2 separate regions of the Arachis hypogaea genome follow, and region 2 is linked to region 1. Evidence: chromatin contacts called from public Hi-C data. All regions are on one chromosome and are shown on one strand. The core of a region is the stretch at or near the end of the contact, and the rest is flanking DNA. Distances in the headings are between cores, read along the strand shown.

Evidence for each region. A called contact is a pair of places that touch in the nucleus more often than the background predicts.
Region 2: a contact with region 1 is called in a Hi-C map of leaf, with 1.6 times the contacts expected there. The contact joins the promoter of LOC140177495 here to the promoter of LOC112737697 in region 1. A contact is called at or near these places in 4 of 8 Hi-C or Micro-C datasets (leaf and an unstated tissue).

What each region holds. Positions count from the first base shown.
Region 1 is chr13:23,042,240-23,047,516 of arahy.Tifrunner.gnm2.J5K5, forward strand. LOC112737697 reads right to left here and starts at 2,643. Exons shown (of 7, transcript XM_025787724.2): 1 at 2,492-2,643; 2 at 1,166-1,303; 3 at 1,025-1,070; 4 at 742-911; 5 at 570-649; 6 at 325-463. The coding sequence starts at 795.
Region 2 is chr13:23,201,993-23,207,229 of arahy.Tifrunner.gnm2.J5K5, forward strand. LOC140177495 reads right to left here and starts at 3,914. Exons shown (of 1, transcript XM_072210607.1): 1 at 3,351-3,914. The coding sequence starts at 3,914. The coding sequence ends at 3,351.

The sequences.
Region 1 (5,277 bases), core at 1,393-3,892:
TTAAAAACGTCAATGAAAAAATTGAATGAATCGAAAATGTTAAAGACAAAATTGAATGAAATTGAACATTAATGGTATTTTTGAAAAAAACCGCAAACGTTAAGGACAAAAAATATTACTTTACTCTTCTTTTTATATATCTGCTTGTGCCATCAACTTGGAAGGTTGATAGTCAAAGCATGAATTGGTTTTCTACACTAGACTAGACTAATTTGTTGTTGTTGCTCTTGGTGCACAAGTTGCATTTGCACGAGTGAAGTGATTAAGTTCACCTATGGTAATCAGAAACCGAATAAGATAGGAATATGAATATGGACATAGTACCTCACGTGGGAAGCCATTCTGAAACGAGCGAGAGCTGTTAATGAAACTACTTAAGTGAAGAGTGACTCCGTCTTCAGTCTCCAAGACATTCGCCTCGTGCCTCTTTGCAATCACTGTCGATAAGAACATTCTCTCTCTCCTGCAGGATAGACAAGAACAAGGGAAATGTAGTGTAATGAAACATAAGTTCAAAACAAACTTAGAAGAATCAAATGAAAAAATAAGATTAATTGGTTGATTCTTACTGGCCATAAGCAATGCCACCAACCGCTAAACCCTGGAGTGGAAGGCAAGGCTTGGCAAGCCACCAATCGGACATGAAAACCTGTGCAGAAGAGAAGAGAAGAGTTTATTTTGTACTACTGATATTGGAATTTGATGGAACAGAAGAGAAAGGGGATAATATACTTCACATACATATTTTAAGGGGGGGAGGTGATGCTTGTGACTGGAGAGAGGAGTTCCAGACATTAAGTGAGTGATCGCACAGTGAGGTGACAACAGATCTATTTCAAATTCTAGAGCACCCACTATGGTAGGGGTGGAAACAGACCAAGTACTTTCGGCCAGAAGACTGTTTAGAGATCCTACAAGAAAAATTAAGCATGTTGAATGTTTTATCAGGAGAGGAAAAACAATATTCCTGCACCAAGATGAAATTACTACATAAGAAACAAGAAATCTATATGAATCAACCAACCTCCTTGAAGGTTGAAAATGTACGGCCTTCTACAGCTGTTAATAGCCTGATGAGGCAGCACAAATGAACATAGAGGCAAGCATCTAACTAACAAAAAGAGAGAAAGTGACAAGCTACAATCTAAATGAAGAGTTTAGCTACTGGTGATCTGGGGGACAGGAAAAACGGCAGCACTGAGTGTTGACTTGGGGCAGAGAGTAGCAGTGTTGCGCAACGAGGAAGAGAGAATGAATATGATGGAGACAAGGGTAATGGAAAGAGTGAGGAATAGTGAAGCACCTGAGGATGGCAGAATTAGGATTCCAAAGATTCAAATAGGAAATAATATAAAGTAATTAGTATAGTAAAAATATTGGGAAAAAGGGAATTTATCACATATGCAGCAAACAATTAAATATTTTAAGAACCACACTGCAATATAGTATATAGACTCAACACTTTGAATCTAAGCAAAATAATATTGAAAACAAACTTGCAAGACAATTTATATTAAAAAGAAGAAAAGAAAATGAAGTCTGGAACAAGGAAAAATTAATACAGAGTATAAAAACAAAAGGAAGCAATGAGAGTTTATAAAAACAGGACGTTATGAAAGAAGACCAATGCTTCACTAAAACTAAAGAAAGCATCATTTGAAGATATAAAAGTAATTCCAGTCATAAACCAAAAATAGAAAACAAAAGAACAAACAAATCCGTGAAATCAATACTAAAGACACAAACTAATAACAGAAACAGTTACAAAACGCAGAAATGAATGCGATAAAGCATAAATCAATTCCTTTATATCAAAACAATGGCCTAGACAGTAGATACTAATTTACATCATGTTGAAAGAAAATTAGAACAAATTAGAACACCAAATTAAATAATTAAAAAACAGCAACCACAAAACTTAGATGAACCAGTCCCACAAATTATCATTACTTCCTTTTGTTTTTATACTCTATATTAACTTTTTCTTTGTTCCAGACTTGATTTCCTTTTCTTCTTTTTAATATAAATTGCCTTCCAAGCTTGTTTTCAATCTTATTTTGCTTAGGTTCAAAATGTTGTGTCAATGTACTATATTGCAATATAGTTCTTAAACATTCAATTGTTCTGCTGCATTATGTGATAAATTCCCTTTTCCCCAATACTTACTAGACTAATTACTTTATATTATTTCCTATTTTGAATCTTTGGAATCCTAAGCTGCATCACTATTACAGAATCCATAACTCAAACCCTAAACAATAGAGAATAGAATAACAAAATAATAGAGATCAGAATCAATAATCAGTAACTAAAAAATAGAGAACAGAATTTGTAAATCAGTGATTAATCAAGAAAAAAAAATCAGTAAATCAGACATTCCAAAGCTCAAACTGAATCATCAAACATCCCTCAAAACTCAAACAGAAAACAGAATCTTCAAACATCCCTGCCACAAACAGCAAAATAAAAGAAAAATAAACAAATAGCTTACCAGAGCAGAGAAAGAGAGAGCCTTCGGTCTGCGCAGCTGTGAGGGAGAGAGAAACGCGAGGGAGAGCGACCCAAGGGCGCCGGTGCGAGAGAGAGCGACTTCGATCCGAGACGGAGAGAGAGGGAACGTCCGATTTGTGAAGTATAATTTTTTAAAATTTTTAACACACAAAATCTTCCCTCCTATTTGTAAACCTACACAAAACTCAACCTCTGATTTCTGAACTTTAATTTTTTAAAACATAGATCTGACTTTTTTATTTGTGTTTTAAAATTAAAAAAAAAAATTTAATGTACAAATTAGACCTTCTTCTTTATAATTACCTTTATATTAAATTAAAATACACCACTTCTTTATGAGAGAGAATAATACAATAATAATTTTCATATAAAAAAATTAGCCTTTAAATTCATGCAAATGTATATTAAAAAAAAATCATTCGTAAGGTGGGTGGCATTATAACAAATAAAAAAGGTGAACACTTAATTCTGTCTTTATTTATTTAAAATTAGAACAAGACAATTTTTGTAAAAAAAATACTCAAGCCAGCTCTTATTTGTCTCTAAAATGAGTCATCGTGGCCCCTCTACCATCTTCCTTTATCAAACTTGACAGAAAAATCATCATATCTAACGTGGACGTTTATTTAGATTTAAGTGTCATGTTGGATTAAGAGGAATAAACAAGAGTCGATTTGTCCTCTTGCCTCCTTCAAAAACGACGCATCATCCGCTGAACCAAAACTTAATTTGGATGATTCTTTGCTCCCTCAACTTCTCCTTACTCATTCGTATGCGAAACAACAAAAGACAAATCCTAAAACACCATGATTGGGAGTGGAGAACGTTGTTCGTCCTCGAACCTGTGAATCGGAGGCAATAATTCGATTTGCAGCATGAACTCTAGTGAGAGTGTTGGAGCTTAAAGGAAGAAAAAATAAGTATCTCTAAAGTGCTATTGCGAGTCTCATGCTATTAAAAAAAATGCAATTTAGGAATAGACTCACTAACCTGAACGGCGACAACAGCTATCTCCACTCGACGTCATTTGTGACTCCATCAATTGTGCAGTTAGAAGCGTCGTTTGGGTCCTTCTCAGCGACCTTGTTAGCACCCTTGTTAGCACCACAATCAACTACTCCATCTGGTGTTTCTCTTTTCATGCGAAGAATATTACAAGGATTTGGTTATTTTGTAAATACGGATTAAGGTTTGGGGTTATGTGGGTGAGAGCGATGTTTCATTCTGCCATTCCTCAAAAGCGACGTCGTTTTTGGAGGAGGCATGGGGACAAATCGACCCCTGACCATTTCTCCTAATCCAACATGGCACTTCAGTCTGAATAAACGTCCATATCAACGCCGATAACTGTCATATAAGATTTTTTCCGTCAAGTTTGATTAGGGGAAGCGATGGAGAGGCCGTGATGACTCACTTTAGGGATGAATAGGACTTAGGAGCCAGCGTGGGTGTCTTTTTTGACAAAGATTGCTTTGTCCTAATTTGGAATGGATAGGAAGGGATGGCAAAATTCTCCGAGACGCGGGGATCCCTGCGGGGACTGCCCCGAATGGGATCCGATTGTGGGAAATTTTTCCCGTGGGGATGGGGATGGGGGACAAAATTCCCCCGAAGCAGGAGCGGGGATCCCTGCCCCGTCCCCGCTATTCCCCGAAATTTATAAATTCCTTGAATTATCCTTAATAATTTATTTCTCATATATGTTTTTTAGTCATTTCTCACACACACATATATATAGAAACCCAAAACTCCTAATCTTTATTTGCATAACCCCTCTTCAATTCAGAGATCCCTAAGGCTGTCCATACTCCATCCAACCTCTCTGCAGCCACCCCCTCGTCACCCTTCTCACCGCATCGTCACACCTCACCGTGCCATCACCCTTACTGTGTCGTAATTTCTATTTGCGGTGTTCCTTTTTGTAACTCTGCCGTCGTGTCCATTCTCCTCTCTGTTGTCGCGTCTCCCACCTCGTCCACTGCTTTTTCCTTTGGCTCGTCGTTGCGTCCCCCATTGCGTTATTTTGAAAGAAGTCACCATCGTGTCATTTAGACTTTTTGTATAAAATCTTGCAGTTTTTGTATAAGATAGATACTTGTAGCTCTATTCATATGGAAATTAATAATTAGTTAGAACTATTATGTAGATTGGGGAATGGGGTCCCCGCGGGGAATGGGCCCCGTGGAGAATGGAGATGGGGAGCAATATTCCCCACGGCGGAGAATGGAGCGGGGATGGGGAGCAAATATGAGGGCGGGGATGGGGAGCAGAGAGGCATCCCCGCCCCCGCCCTGCCCCATTGACATCCCTAAATAGGAGCCAGCGTGGGTGTCTTTTTTGACAAAGATTGCTTTGTCCTAATTTGGAATGGATAGGAATCAGGTTAGGTATTCACTCTAAAAAAAATTGGGAGTCATTTTCCTTGTATTTTATCTACTTATATTTTCAATAATAATAATAATAATAATAATAATAATAATAATAATAATAATAAATAATGAAAAGAAAAAAAATTAAAATTTTAATTTTAGTTTTGTTTCAGGGCTTACCTAGAATTAGGATGGTTTGGTTTGAACATGAGGTCTAGACGTCTTTGAGTGAAATATCCAACGTTTTTTTCTATAAGGATGAAGTCGTCCAAGTTCCTCGTGAGGAGGTAGGGGTGGTACCTACAATGGACTCTGATGGCTAAATTAGCAAAGGTTTTTAGGCAAGTTTTTAGTAGACTGGAGTTCGAAGAATACCTGAGAGTGTCAGGGTATTTAT
Region 2 (5,237 bases), core at 2,664-5,163, 160 kb after region 1:
TGATAAAGGACCATTTCTTAAGTTGGACAGATGAGCTGTGTAGCAAAGAGGACCGAAAGCAACGTTTGAGGTGTTTCTGTGCGATCATCTGGCACATTTGGATGGAGAGGAATACGAGGATTTTTCAAAATAAAAGCAAAGGCGTTGAAGAAATCTTCCACATGACCATGTTTAGCTGCGACGAGTGGAGAGGTGTCCCTCTCCAATGTTGTTGATGGCTATGCCGGAGATGACATGCGGGTTTCTAGTCCTTGGTGGTTGGTACTTTGGGGTGTTGTCTGGTTGTTTGTTTTATTCGACAAACTTTACTCCACTTTAGTGTGTTGAGCTCTTTTGCTTTCAAAAAAAATATATTTTACACTCTCGCTACGAAATGAAGAACAAGTTTTGTTCATATTTGATATTTCACATTCTGTTTTTGTGCAACCAGAAAAAAATTGTTTCAATCAATTTTCTAGGTTATAGCTGTAAGAGCAATAAAAGATGAGCATCACAAATTGCTTTCATTCCATTTTATTTTATTTTTTGTACTGTTGCTACGTCGAAGCGATAGGAGAATGTAGGGAAGAAAAGAATAAAATGACTAATTATGCACGAAAAGGGAATTCAATCATGCTATTTTTTTTTTCTGAAATTGATAAAACCTTAAAACTTATCAAGGACTTTTGCTTGTGAGTAGTTCGTAGTAGAAACAAATTGTTAATTTTTTTTTCTTTAATGAAACAAAATTAATTTTGATTTAGCAAAGCAATTTCTAAGGTTTTTAATATAACTGAAACAACAATAAATAAAAGAGATGAGACTAAAAACAAGTAAACAATGATATATATATATATATGAGTTTGACTGAGAATTCTCTACATTTCTGTTCCGTGCGTATGGTGTCGAGGTATGATGACTCTTTCTGCTGATGACTGTGTTCAGACGGAAGAGTTATATGTCGGCCTGGTTGGAACACCGCGGCGGGAGCACATGCAAAAAGCACTCCGACACTCAAGTTAGAATATGGTTTAAGAGAATTAATGATAAGAAGATCAGAGTGAGTCGTGTAACCTGTTTTACTCCGGGGTTACTTGTTTGTTTATATAGACGTTTTAGGTTGTTTGGTTGGAGTTTATTTCAGGATTTTCCTCGTTTGCCGAGGTTAGTTTTGACTTGGTGAGTGTGGATCCGAGCTGTGGATAGCTCGTCCGGATTTTGTGGGTTGTTAGTATTTGTTTTTCTTTGTTTATTTTTCAAAAAATGGAAAATGATAAGGTTGTTGTTACAGAGGATGATCCCTGTAGTTGGGTGAGTGAGCAGGTGAAATGTTGTGTGTCTCGATTTCGTAACGTTGATTCAGTGAAGGTCTTGGGGTCAAATGTGTGGGTCAGGGATGGTTGTGAAGTAAGGATAGAGGTTTTACCTTGTGAGTAAAATGACCGTGTGTGTGAGAGGGTTGATGGTTGGTCTTACTTTTACCTTTATACTTCCTTATTGACTGAATTAGGTGTCCGACTCCCATTTTCCAATTTTGAATGTAGGGTTTTATTTTGGTTGAATTGCGCTCCGTCTCAGTTACACCCCAACTTGTGGGGTTTTGTCCGGACCTTCGAAATTTTGATGGATGTTTTAGAGCGTCGTCCTCCATCCCTTAGGGTTTTCTTTTCCCTTTTCCAAACTAAAGGTGTTAGACGTGGCTTGTAGGTGAACCTTAGTAGCCATCCCCGTCGTTCTATTTTCTCTCTCTATAAGTTTTCTTATAAAAATTTTAAGACCATGTTTGTGAAAATTAGAAGCGTTGAGGAGGAGTTTCCGTTTTATCTGAATGAGTTTTTAGAGGAGAGGTTTCCTGTTTCTTGGTCCCCTGAGCCTACCCCGGTGCTTGATGTTGATGATAGGGTGTCCGACGATAATATTGTCTTGGAGTTTTTGTTAGAAATGTTAGAATCTAAAGGACTGTTATCTATTGCGGAGTTGTTAAAGTGGGATTCAGATAAAGAAGCCGTTTTGGATTACCTAGGTAATTAGTTTTGGTAATGATTTTTGCTATGATGGTATAGTCGTTCCTGATATTTGTTTTTTGTGTATCTTTGCAGCTGAGAAGGCTCCCACAATTACTACTACTGGGTTGAAATCGTTTTTCAGTCAAAGAAAAAAGAATGAGAAAGAGGGGTCGACCGCTAATGCTGATAAGGAGGGTGGTAATGTTGCCGTACAGTCCGAGGTGAACCCTCGCCAAAAAAGAAAGAGGGGAAAGACTCGTGGGAAAGATGCTGGGGTTGTTGAAGGTAAGGAGGAAGATTCTCATAACCTGGCGATCGTGGAATCCGCCTATGAGTCTCAAAAGAGGCTTCATGGGTACCGTGATGACGATCATATGAAATCCTTGTGGTCGAGGTTTTTTCCTTTCACAACTCTTGCCGACGAGTTGTGTCGTTTTCCTGAGGACTTGAAGATGATTGATGAAGTTGGGCGAGCCGGAACCAGTCGTTTCCTCCAGGTATTTTGTTTGTACATTTGTTTTCCAATTTGTTTTTTTTTGGTTATCTACTGATTAGTTTCTTTCTCAGGTGATTGGCGCTCGGATTGTTGCCATAGGTAGGGCTCAGGAGCTTGCTATTGAGTCTGAGAGGAAAGAGTCCCTTAGTGTTGCTGAGCTATCTTCTGCTGTTTAGGAGAAGGAGAAAGTGATTATTGAGCTTTCATCCTCTCTTAAACAAAAAGAGACCGAGCTTATCGAGGAGAAATGGCTTCAGTTGTCAGTTTCCCAGGAGTCTAAAACCTTGAAGTCTGAGAACAGGCTGAACAGCCAGCTAGCAGCTTGGGTGAAGGAGCTGGAAAATGAAGTTTATGAGGCTTTCGCTCAAGGTTTTGATCGGGCCGCCTTCCAGATTCGAGTTTTGTTTCCTGAGGTTGATGTTGCTAAGCTTGACGCTACAAAGATTATTGTTAATGGGGAGTTGATTGATGATGAGGCTGAGAAATAGAGTGAAAGCTCAAGTATTGGAGACAAGATAGAATGAAATTATTGTTAGCTTATTATTTTGCTTGTTTGTAAATTTGACATTGATGTGTTTTGTTGAACATTGCCGAGGTTTATGGCGTTTGTCTGTTTTGACTTTGCCGAGTATGAAGCTCGGTTTACTTTTTGGATTAGATATTGGTTTGATCTAGTTTGCATGAATGACATAGATGTCATTATAGTATGATGTTTTGCGAATTGATATTAGAACTGATCGAATTTATTATGTCGTTTACATGATGTAATGTGGCGTCCGGCCTCGTTAAAACCCTTTGAGTAAAACCCTATTATTCTGGAAAAAAATCTCAAATGGGAAAAAGAGTACCTTCATTCGTTCTGATACATGTTATGATTGATATTTCCTCAGAGAGGATACATTCCAGTTTCCTGGGATTAGGTCCCTTGCAAGTGTTTCCAGTTGGTATGCTCCCTTGTCGAGAACTTTGCGGATTCGGAATAAGCCTTCCCAATTTGCTGCTAACTTCCCATGAGCTTGAGGTTTCCTGGCTTCCTCTGTCTTTCGAAGGACGAGTTCCCCCTGTTCAAATGTTCGGAGAATTACCTTTTTATCGTGTCGCCTTTGTATGAGTTGCTTCATTGCTTGTTGTCTTATTGCTGCCATTTCTATTTCTTCGTCTATTAGATCTAAGTCGGTTGCCCTTGTATTGGTATTTTTGTCTTGATTATATAGCTCGGCTTTCAGAGTTGGCGTGCTGATTTCCACCGGTATGAGTGCTTCTGCTCCGTATACCAGTTTGAAGGGGGTTTCCCCTATTGCCGATTGGACTGTTGTGTTGTAGCTCCATAGAATTTCAGGAATAAGGTCGGCCCATTCGCCTTTGACATCGTCCAACTTCTTTCTTAAAGCCTTCAAGATAACTCGGTTAGCCGATTCCACATGTCCATTCATTTGTGGGTGTTCGACCGAACTGAAATGATGTTTTATGTTAAAATTTTGTAAGAAAGAGACGAGGTTACGGTCTGTAAATTGTCTTTCATTATCGGAGACTATTTCTCTTGGTACACCATAGCGACATATGATATTTTTTCAAAGGAAAGACCTTACCTTTTCAGCTATTATTCGTGCGAGGGGTTTTGCTTTTATCCATTTTGAAAAGTAGTCTATTGATACCAAAAGAAATTTTACCTCCCCTGGCGCTTTCAGGAGGGGTCCGAGAATATCTAGTCCCCATCTGTCGAAAGGCCAGCTTACCTCTAGAGTGTGCAGCTTCTCAGCTGGTGTTGTTGAGATCGTGGCGTGCTTTTGGCAATTGCCACATGCTTTGACTTTGGCCATGCAATCCCTCATTATCGTTGGCCAATAGTACCTCGTTCTTAGGATCTTAGCAGCTAATGCGCGGCCTCCGATATGGTTTCCGCATACTCCTTCGTGTGTTTTCACCATTACTATTTCGGCATCGTCTTTGCTGATACATCTGAGGAGTGGTTGTGAGAGTCCTCGCCTGTATAGGTTGCCTCCGACTATTGTGTAAAAGCTTGCTCTCCTTCAAAAGAGTTGTGGATTTCGTTCCTCTCTTGGAATAGTTCCTGTGTTGATATACTCGAGAAAAGGGGTCCTCTAGTCTCTTACCTGTGTAATACTCAACACATAATTTAGCTCAAAGCTCGGTTTTTCAAGTGTTAATTGTGAAAGTGTTGGTGTGTGTGTTGTTGACCTGGTGGTGGCTAGTTTAGATAACACATCGGCCCTTATACTCTGTTCTCTATTAACATGTATAATTTCGAATTTATCAAACTTTAAAATGAGATCCTTTGTTATGAGCCAGTATTTCTCTCACAAAGGATCTTTTACCTGGAATTCTCCCGTAACTTGTTGTACTACCAAGAGTGAATCATAGTAGACTATGAGTTGGTGTATTTGTAAGTTTTGAGCGAGTCTTAGTCCGGCAAGCCGGGCTTCATACTCTGCTTGGTCGTTACTTGCTGTAAAAGTAAATTGCACTGATTGTTCGGCTATGATATTGTCTCCTTCCTTTAACATTACCCCTGCTCCGCTTCCTTCTCGGTTTGATGCACCATCTACATGTAACTTCTAGCTTTGTTTGATATGTTGTTCCTCAGTTGTCATTTCCGAGATGAAGTCAGCCAGCACTTATGACTTCAGAGCCTTTCTTGGTTGGTATTGTATATCAAACTCGAAAAGTTCGACAGACCATTTAGTCAGGCGTCCTGCAATCTCGGGCTTTGTTAGAATTTGCCTCAAAGGTTGGTC